3 separate regions of the Mus musculus genome follow, and regions 2 and 3 are each linked to region 1. The links are chromatin contacts, called in public Hi-C and HiChIP or PLAC-seq maps. All regions are on one chromosome and are shown on one strand. Each heading gives the region's core, a stretch centred on a gene start, on an enhancer-like site or on the middle of the called end of the contact. The rest is flanking DNA. Distances are from core to core; before and after follow the strand shown. Region 1 holds the start of Epha1 (Eph receptor A1). Region 2 has its middle 19 kb from the start of Gm38798. Region 3 overlaps Gm34752 (a long non-coding RNA gene).

What was found. A called contact is a pair of places that touch in the nucleus more often than the background predicts. HiChIP or PLAC-seq counts read pairs in DNA pulled down with a chosen protein or histone mark.
Region 2: a contact with region 1 is called in an H3K27ac HiChIP or PLAC-seq map of embryonic fibroblasts, with 4 times the contacts expected there. The contact joins the enhancer-like site here to the promoter of Epha1 in region 1. A contact is called at or near these places in 6 of 39 promoter capture datasets (the 3T3-L1 cell line, cancer-associated fibroblasts, cranial neural crest and 2 more), 1 of 15 datasets of contacts at CTCF or cohesin (the NIH/3T3 cell line), 12 of 484 Hi-C or Micro-C datasets (B cells, the STO cell line, adipose-derived mesenchymal stem cells and 8 more), 6 of 115 datasets of contacts at active chromatin or transcription factors (the NIH/3T3 cell line, embryonic fibroblasts, embryonic stem cells and 3 more) and 1 of 9 other capture datasets (adipose tissue).
Region 3: a contact with region 1 is called in a Hi-C map of adipose-derived mesenchymal stem cells, with 2.1 times the contacts expected there. The contact joins the enhancer-like site here to the promoter of Epha1 in region 1. A contact is called at or near these places in 1 of 15 datasets of contacts at CTCF or cohesin (the NIH/3T3 cell line) and 1 of 484 Hi-C or Micro-C datasets (adipose-derived mesenchymal stem cells).

The regions. Positions count from the first base shown.
Region 1 is chr6:42,371,706-42,374,986 of GRCm38.p6, reverse strand. It overlaps Epha1 (Eph receptor A1), which reads left to right and starts at 1,719. Exons shown (of 18, transcript NM_023580.4): 1 at 1,719-1,861; 2 at 2,745-2,812. The coding sequence starts at 1,777. All of the region lies in intron 2 of 2010310C07Rik (RIKEN cDNA 2010310C07 gene), which reads right to left.
Region 2 is chr6:42,560,777-42,564,057 of GRCm38.p6, reverse strand. No RefSeq gene overlaps it. Among named protein-coding and RNA genes, the nearest start is that of Gm38798, 19 kb to the left of the region's middle. Within about 2 kb of position 1,522, at least 5 of the 459 cell types and tissues checked have an H3K27ac peak or open chromatin away from gene starts, as enhancers often do. A contact at or near this core is called in embryonic fibroblasts, where this site is marked.
Region 3 is chr6:42,512,221-42,515,501 of GRCm38.p6, reverse strand. All of the region lies in intron 1 of Gm34752 (a long non-coding RNA gene), which reads right to left. Among named protein-coding and RNA genes, the nearest start is that of Gm34752, 4.2 kb to the right of the region's middle. Within about 2 kb of position 1,826, at least 22 of the 459 cell types and tissues checked have an H3K27ac peak or open chromatin away from gene starts, as enhancers often do. A contact at or near this core is called in the NIH/3T3 cell line and adipose-derived mesenchymal stem cells, where this site is marked.

The DNA.
Region 1 (3,281 bases), core at 470-2,969:
CCCCACGAATGAGCACATGCATTACCTCATCAGAGTCTGGCTTATTTCCTAGCAGTGATTGTCCAATACTGCTCCATCCCCCCTTCTGTTGGCTTTGTACCCTTTATCCATTCCTCCCTGCTGAAATCACAACGCTCTGCCTGGAGAGCAGGCATGGGCCTTCTCCTTGCCAGATGCCGAACATCAAGAAAAGATATCCCTAGTGCAAAGTAGTATGTGTCCTCTGTGCCCTAACCCCTACCCGCAGTTTAAATGCTTATCTGTGTAGAGAAGTGGAGAGAGGGAGAGAGAGAGAGAGAGAGACTGACAGACAGGGAAAGTATAAAGTTGTATGGAGACATAGAGAGAATTTTGAGAGGAACTACAAAAAAATAGTAGATGATTTTTAACTTAGAGCATTTTACAGAGTGGGGAAAGAAGAGTTCTATTCAACATTTAGTTCTTCCCATTGAACATGGTTTTTCCAATGACTATTATATATTACATTTACTTATTTATGTCAACAAGAGTAGGGTAGGTCAAGAAATTAGGGATCATATTTATCTACCAATACTTATATATTTTTTTAAAATGGAAAATAAGAAGAAGCATTAATTCTAATAGTATCTACGATCTACCACTTCCCCTCCAGTACAATGACCAAAATATGCAACAATTTAAATGGTAAAAAGATATGCGTGAGTCATATTAATGGGGTGAAGCCAGAAAAGGATGAAAAAGAGGGGCCCCAGGGACTGGAGCCATGAGTGGCTGCATAGCTCACACTGCTAGCCTGTTTTCATCTCTTTGGGGTTCCGCCCTGCTTACCTTATAGTCATCTGTGTGCTGACTTCAGCTCCCCCTACCCCCTAGCCCTCTTCAGACAAGTAATTTGTTTAGGATAAGTACTTTACTGTCTCTGAGCTTAAAACACATACATAGTGAAAGCTGAACAGACATCTATTAAGTAGGATGGGAGGCAGTCCCAAAGAGAGAGCCCAGAGCTGCCACCTCTTCACTAAAACTGTACTGGAAATGCTCCCCAGGTCCCCGTGTCTGCACCGTGGGTATAAGGCAAAGTTCAAACTCCTCCTCCTGTTTACCAAAACCTTCCCGGTTCTGGTCCACACCTGTCTTTCTGCCCTGGCTCCCAAGACAAATGCTGTGCCCCAGCAGTCAAACTGGTCCATGTACCACTCCCTGAGCACACCTTGAGGCTCCCTGCCTGCAGGCCTTTCTCAATCTCAATCTTTCTCTGCCACTAAACACCCTGGTCACGCCAGCTTCCCCCCCCCCCCCCCCTGAGGATTACTCCTGACTTTGTTAAGGATTGTACCAATTTGCATGGTTGTCATCGAAGCCGAACAGGATGAAGGAATGTCTCCCACTCCTAAATTTCCAAGTGAGCATGACAAGTCTCGAGTCCACAGAAAAGAAAGGGAGTAAAACGGAGATCTTTTTTAAGTCAAGCTGAATTCGATTGAAAGCTGGATCAAAACTGGGTTGGGTTTAGGATACATTTAAGAATGTCTGTCTAGTCAATTCCTAGCAACACCCACTAGGCGGCGCCTTCAGTCTCATTCCAACCAAGACGCCTCCAGGTTTTAAAGTTTATTACCTGTCTAACAAGTTTCCTTCCTGTCCTCCTGTCCCTTTAAGAAGGTGAACCAGGTGAGGCTGAGGCCCCGCCCCTCATCTGGCCCCGCCCTCCGCCCCCGCCTAGCCGGCCTGGATCGCCCAGTCCCTCGCGACCTGGCCCAGCCGTAGGGGCCGTGGTCCCAGGTCCCGGCCGGCGCCATGGAGCGGCGCTGGCCCCTGGGGCTTGCATTGCTGCTGCTGCTGCTCTGCGCCCCGCTGCCCCCGGGGGCGCGCGCCGAGGAAGGTACCGACCCCCGCCCTCTCCCTTTCCCGGCTGACGGGCAGCAGCCTGCAAGAGCCGGCATTCCTGAGGAGGCCCTCTTCCCCGAGCCCCACTACTTCTCCCTGGCTTCTCCCCAGTAGCGGGAAGATCGATTGGCCAGGCCAATCTTTGGTCTTTAACCCCAGACTCCTGCCCACGGGATCAGTCACCCCTACTCTGTTGGCCAGCACTATTTGCTGCGGTTGGAGAGGGAGTTCCTGACCACAGCCAGGAAGCTGCATTCCTACTGCAGCATCATGGGACCCTCCAAATGCCCACCCCTGACTTTGCAGCAGCACTCAGAAGTCTGAGGCGGAAAGCCTCCTTCTGCCAGCCTAACCGGAGCACAAATAATCCTCCAGTGGTGGAAGGATTAGAACTTTTGGGATTGCTAGGTGTAGGGGTCCAATCTTCCACCTAAAGTTTTGCACACTCTGTCCATGCCCCTCCCACTTCCCAAAATCATAGCTTCACCTAAGGCCCCACCTCCTCTACCCTCACCTACCAGAGCAGGCCACTGACAACTGGAGTCAAAATCCAGCAGGATCCCCCTGCCAGGGTCCCACTCAGGACTACAAAGGCTTAGCTTCCCTGACGTCCGCCCACGGCATCCTTGCAGATGTTCTCCAGGGCTCCGTGGGTGCCACGTCTGGGGTTGCTCTTCCAACGCTTGCCGTCCTGACTCTGGTTCAGGCACCAGTCCCCCAGCCCTTGCCCCACTCTGCCTTTCTCCTCTGCCTCAGGATGTCACACTGTTAGGAAGACGTTCTGGGCAGCCTCGGACTGGGGAGTCCCAGAATACCCAGTGTAGGGAGTTGGGTACCACCACCCCAGGGATGACATCGTTCTTTTCTCCCCCATTCAGTCACTCTAATGGACACAAGCACAGCACAAGGAGAGCTGGGCTGGCTTCTGGATCCCCCAGAGACTGGGGTAAGTATTTGAAGGACCTGGGAAAGTTCAAGTTTGAAGGCCAGTGGGAAATGGGGTGGAGAGGTGGGTGGAGGAACAGAAAAGAGCAGGAAAAACTGGAAGTGTCTCCTCAAAGAGGGGGAGGGGAGCTGAGTCAGAGGCTCCTGAATGGTACTCCTAGGGAGCTGGGGGGTGTCAAACTCCACTCAGTGGGACTATCGCTACTCCCTCACCCTCCTACCATAGGGTTGGGGGTGGGGGTATGAGCTCTCGACTCCCAGGGAGAGTATGCCTATGCTAAGGAAGGCTGGATGAGAGCTGAGACACCTGGAAAGCATGCCCCAGTCTCAGCTCCGTTCCTTACAGTGGAGTTATGTGGATGGTTTTCTGAACATTAGAGAACTCCATAAAAGGGTAAATGATGGATGGATTTTTTTTTTCTTTCTGAAGAAGAGAGCCAAAACTTTCATCTAAGTCTTCAAAGGTATTT
Region 2 (3,281 bases), core at 273-2,772, 190 kb before region 1:
AGTAAAACTGACTAGAAACTGAAGAATGATATTTAATAACAATAGGCACCAAAGGGTTTTCTGGAATCTAGAAGGCTACAAAATTAAGAATGATGGAATATGAAAGATTCCGATGAAGATGCCATGGGAAGAATATATGGACACACTGTCACATCACATGAAGAAGGAAAAGATAGCTGGTTTAATGTGGGCCACATGGGTAGCTACTGAGAAGGAAAAGGCAATACCTCTGCTTAATTTCATCCAACTAGTAAAAATGTAGGTAGAAAGAAAGAGTGGGAGTGAGAAGAGGAGAGGAGAGAAAGGAAAAGAAGGGAAGGAAAAAGAGAAGGGTACAAAAAGCAGGGACCTAGCTGCTGTCAGGAGGGAACACATGTGTAAGGAAGAGAAGACTCGGCTTCCATCCTGCCAGGCAGCACGTGGTGGAGACACTCTTAAAGCAGCGCATTTGTGCATGCGTCTTATATGCATCTACACCTGCTTTTAGCAAACGTCACTAAAACCATAAGCAAGAACTTTAAAAAGACACACATCTTCAAGAATCAAAGAAATGAGAGCAGTGGGGAGAGCCAAGAAGTTTAAAGCTTGACAGAACAGGTGGGTAGAAAAATCAATGAGGCAGATGAAGGAAACCAGAGATCTAAGCTGGAAGTAGTCTGAAAGTGCAGAGGTATATGGAAGATTACCAGACAGTGTCCAGAACCCAGCAAGAACGAAATGACAGGGAGGCATAAAATACAGACACGTTTAAAAGTCTTCTCAGAAGCTGCCGACAATAGCTGCCATGTAGTTCCCGGCAGAAAGCAAAAAGGTTGAGTGAGTGAACTCTGTATTTAAAGATGCCATACACAGGGCAAAGCAGGTCCTATGCTCAGAAGAGGAGCCCTGACAAAGATTCAGCATTCTACCTGCTTGTCTCTTTCCCTAGAGATTTCCAGGTTGTGAGCAGCTAGGCTTATTCCTGACAGGTGACAATCAATAGATCCCTTTCTAAGTATGCTGGCATGGCCAGGGAAGACAGCTAGAGCTGTCATTTACAGATCTCCCGCTGAAATCACTGAAGTACCAACCAATTTCCAAAGCCTACCAAATGATAGTCCATGTTTTATATTGACCCACTTACAAATAAGAACAAAGAACCAAGAAATACCAACATATGAATAAGTGGTCCATGGGGTAGAAAAAGAGTCAGGGCTATGGCAAAAATGTCTATGACTGGATAGAGTAAACACACAGCCTATTATGGTAAATAAACTCAAAGACTTATACTATTGTCTCAGTGTTCAGGGAAAGTATTGATAGCCACAGAGAGTGCTATGCAAACAGTCAATGAGGTAATTATTAATACCAGGGGAAGTAAAAATTTTACAAGAAAAACGACATAATAATTAGTGGTGATAAAATAGCTATAACTCAGTCATAATTAAGATGAACATAATTATTCACAGTGAGTATTGTTCAATACTCAAGTCATGATGTCATTGTTATGCCAGGAAAAGAAGTGTGTGTGTTTCTCTGGTATGTGTTTATGTTGGAAAGGGTAGTATAGGAAAGCCAAGGTCTCATTTCCACAGCTGTCAGCTGGGAAATAGCAAGCAGAATTGAAAATAAAAAACACACGCAAGGGAAGATTTAAAACTACCATGGCAGTTGATAAATGCTTGCCTGGCAGAATAAGAACCCGAGTTTGATCTTCTTCTACAAAAATTCACATTTAACAAAGGAATGGGAGAGGGTGGTGCTAGTATAACATGCTCACTGTAATCCCAGGAGTTCACTAGCTAGACAGCAAATTTGGTAAGCTTCAGGACAATGAGATACCTTCAAGAATTATGAATAATAATAAATAACATTATGGTAGTATAAACATTAAAAAAGAAAAAAGGTAGATGGCACTTGAGGAACAAATTGGGGTTGGTCTGGCCTACAAAGGTACACACACACAAACACACACACACACTCAGCACCTGTTCACACATGAATAAGCACACACATACATACAAGCACATAAACAAAAAATTATATTTCTAAAATTGTCATATAATGTTTCAAAATGTCTTTAATGTTAGTTACCCCTCTCCATATTCCTTCCCCCTACCCTATTTAGCCCTATCTGCAAATGGGGGCAGGGGTGAATATGTTCATGATACAGTGTGGAAAATTCTGAAAAATATATTAATAAAATAGGAAAAATATTTCTAAGTGTCAGAAGACACAACTAATGGAACAGCAACTGAAGACAACTCAGCCTTCCATAACTGTGTTTTTATTGTAATTATGATAAGAAGGCAACTAAACTAATTTTATTTTCTTAACAGAAGCTTTTGTAAGAGGTGATGGGACAGCCATAAGAGAGGCTTCCATTCAAGCATAAGCAAGGAGTGATATTCCCAATAACTCAGAGGAACAAAGCTACCTGCTAAGGAGCTAGGAGAATTCCCAGATACAGCTCTTGGAAGAATCCTGGAGAAAACAGCCCAGCTGCCTGTTTCACTGTGATGTAGCTTCCTTACACTATCCTAGAATCAGTAACAAGATTGAATTTCAGGGTTGCAGAGATGGTGCAGTAGTTAAGAGCACTGGATGTTCTTCCAGAGTGTATGGGTTCAATTCCTAACACCCACCTGGTGGTTCACAACATCTCATCCAGTGCCCTCTCCTGGACTCCACAGGCACCAAGTATGTATATAGTGCACAGATAAACATGTAGGCAAAACACCCATACACGGGAAAATTAATTAGTGTTTTATAAGATTTGTATCTTAGGCTCACTGCCTCTAGAGGTCTTCTGCATTTAAGAGACGTATGCAGAGAACTTGCAGAGTGTGAGGCCTCTGGGGGAGAAGATGAGCTTGTTTGGTAACGGCTCTGTGTAAGTTCATTAAGGTGAGCAGTAATAAAACTTAAAGCACAGTGAGGGCCTCTCTGGTGCCTTGCGCAGTATATGTACTGCACAGAGTCTTCACTTTGTGTCCTTCTCATTATAAACTATAAATAGCTCCATAAACCAGGTTAAAATGTTATGGCTCTGTAAATACAGAGAACGTCTGCCCAGCACTCATCGACTCTCAGGCATCATGCCAACACTCCATTATATCTTCCTTAAAACTCTCTGGTGGGTGCACACTTGATATCATTTCTATTTTTTTTAAAAAGGGAAACTCAAAATAGAAAAGCTTATAATTTGCCAGGACTCTCACTTATCATAAATGGGCTAAGCCAGGACCCAAAGGTCTAATTCCAAAACCTGCTCATGGAGACATTGCACAGAACACTAACAG
Region 3 (3,281 bases), core at 577-3,076, 140 kb before region 1:
AACAACATTATGAACTAACCAGTACCCCAGAGCTCTTAACTCTAGCTGCATATGAATCAAAAGATGGCCTAGTCGGCCATCAATGGAAAGAGAGGCCCATTGGTCAGGCAAACTTTATATGCCCCAGTACAGGGGAACGCCAGGGCCAAAAAATGGGAATGGGTGGGGAGGGGAGGGGGGGGAGGTTGTGGGCGACTTTTGGGATAGCATTGGAAATGTAATTGAGGAAAATACGTAATAAAAAAAAATAAAAAAAGAGTTTCCAAACCCAGTTCTGTGACTAATCACTCTGAGGCCTACATAACTTTACTTGTTTGTCTTCCACTCTGCCTTTAGTGTCTATGTCCACTTGACCAGAAAACATTTCCACAACTGAGATCTATGATGTCATTTGAGATATATCCCCAATGACAAGATGTCTCAAAAGAGATACCAAAGTATTCTAGAGCCTAATATAAGTGACTATGGCCCAAGAATCAGAGTTTGGTTTCCTCAAATTCCAGATCACACCATGGCAACAGTTTCATGATGATGTTATAGTAACAAAACAAAGTCATAATAAATATAAAGAGCAGGTAGCAGGTTATAACTAATTGGGGGAAATTCTGCTGTAGGCTCCAGATGCTATCTGATGACATTCCTAGCCTTCTGTTTGGAGGAAGCTAGTATCTACTCAATTAATAACACTCCAAAATGTTTTACCTGATAGTCACAGAGATGAGCAAGTCTCATCACTATGAGACTAAAGATAGCCAAAGATAAACTGGAATTAGGATGTGGACCTGCTACATTGCAACCTCTGCAGTTATTAAAGTCCTAATAAGCCAACCAGCGTGTAGAAACTTCAAGGTGAGATGTGGCTTCTTTCTAGTATGTTTTGTTCACATTCTATTCCTCAGTGGGACAATGTTTACGGATATCTTTGAGATGCAGAGGTACATACATGTAAGCATGCTTTCTCTTCCTCAGCAAAGCAGGCAAACAGTTCCTAACCAGATCAGAACTAAAGAGTGCTCTAGCAAAGAAGCTGGCTGACTTTTATGGGAATTTTTGGCCAGACCTGAAGGAAGATGAAGAAAGTATATAAGTCAGAACCATGAAGCATGTTGTTCCTTTCCTTGGCAATCGGGCAGAGTAGTGGCTCAGACAGAGAGATGACTCTTCATCAGAACAGAGAAAATGAGAAAAAACAATAACGCTTGTTGCTTCCACAAAGAGCTTTCAAACCCAGTTTCCCTCTTGAATACTCACTCTTAACCTCCACCTTAATTTCCTTACTTGGTCTCTAGTCTGGCTTCAGTGTCTATGTCCACTTAACCAGAACAGATTTTCTCAACAGGGATCCATGCAGTCTTTGTGGTGTATCCCTATAGCCCACACTGGCTCCACTCAACCTTCACATACAGAAACCCTGTCTACAGCCACAGTTGTAATCCAGACCACGAGCTGAGGATATCTAGGACAGTATACACATAAGATAAAGCCCGAGGAACAGCACCAATCAATGGAACTTCTAAAAAGTGGTTTCCAGAATCTGTTCTGCAATACTAACTGTGGCATAAAACACTTTGGTTTTGTTGCAGAGAATCGTTGGAACAGTTTGTATTTGAAAAAGAGGGGAAAAAAGAGAAAGGCTTGACTTTACAAGACTTAACAAGATACAAGAAAATGTGTGTGGAAATAAAAATTAATTTGTTTGTAGCATTTGGCTTGGGCAGTACCATTTTTGTAGCGTGTTAAAAAATACTTAACATTCCTGGAGAGTTTAACAGACAGTATACTCAGTGTTATGAGCTATGCATGAATTATCTCATTTCATTTTCACAGAAACCTCCTGAGACAGGCATGATCAGTCACCCCTTTTACTTTGGAAGAAACTAAGGCCACAGATACATTGGCTTGCCTGTATAAATTCACAGTGAAGCCAAGAGATCAACTTGGGTATACAGATTGCAAAATCCTTCCTGTTAGACATCAGCCATGCTCTCCCTAATTCATGCTGTATGGACAGTGGCTCAGGAAATGTCATGGTGGGGATAGGATTCCAGACCCAGACCACAAAATCTCTTATCTTTGAGTTCTGCAAATAAAGAGACTTATTTACTACACAAACTGAATTCACAGTAGAAAATAACTATTCTTTCTTACCCTCATGTTCTCAGATCTGAACCATGGGAATAACGTTTCTCCCTCATTTAGACTAAATCTAACATACATCACATAAAGTCTTGGTTCTTATAAAATAAGAAGAGTTTCAGTCATCTTATGCTCCCCAAAGTACTCATTTCATTAGCAAAACTATCTACTTCCAAAGAAAGTCAAAGTCCTGTGCCTCCTTCCAGGGTGAAGCTGTTTCTTGCCCTCTGTGGTGATTTGAATCAAAATGGCCCCCTGAGGCTCATAGCATGTGCCACTATTAAGACATGTGGCCTAGTTGAAGGAAATGTGTCATTGGTGGTAGACTTAAAGGTTTTAAATGTTCAAGCCAGAAGCAGTGAATCTCTCCTCCTATTGCCTGTTGATTTTCATTTTTGAACTCTTAGCTACCTCTCCAGCACCATGTCTCCCTGCATGCTGCCATGATGATAATAGACTAAACCTCTGAACTGTAAGCCAGACCCAATTAAATGTTTTCCTTTATAAGAGTTTCTGTAGCCATGATGTCTCCTCACAGCAATAGAAACTCTGACTAAGACACCCTCTGTCTCATAAACTTAAGATGAGGGAAGTCAACTGTTCTTCTGTCTTCTCCCAACTGTTCTTTACCACATTCCTCCATGCTTAGCTACTTAGATGGCTTCAGCTACCTCTTGATTGGGAGAAAAGCATGTCTTCATTGATATATAACTTTATAATCTGTAAACAGTAAGGCTGGTTGCTTGCATCTTCATGGTATCCTTAAAGGTTCTAATGGACCCTTTGCAGCTCCAATGATTCAGGCAGAATTCTATTCCATCATTTCTGCTGCAATCACCCATTCCCTTTGGTTGACCACTTACGATTTTCCCTTCTAGACACAAGCATCTCAGGATCTATCTACATTATTGGGATCATGTTTTCTATAAAGCATCTCTTATGTGAGGGTCAAAATGAGACCACACCAGCTTACTTCCACAAAGCCAATCTCTGGTCCACAAGAGCCTTAAGCATCTCTATTATGGTTTCAGGAGAGATGCTATGCAGCCCTCTCTAACTCTCTGCTCTGCCCTCTCAAGATGCTCTAGCCAGTCTTCTTACCAGTTCTTGGGCTCCCCAAGCCTCAAAGTGTACAAAAGAATGGC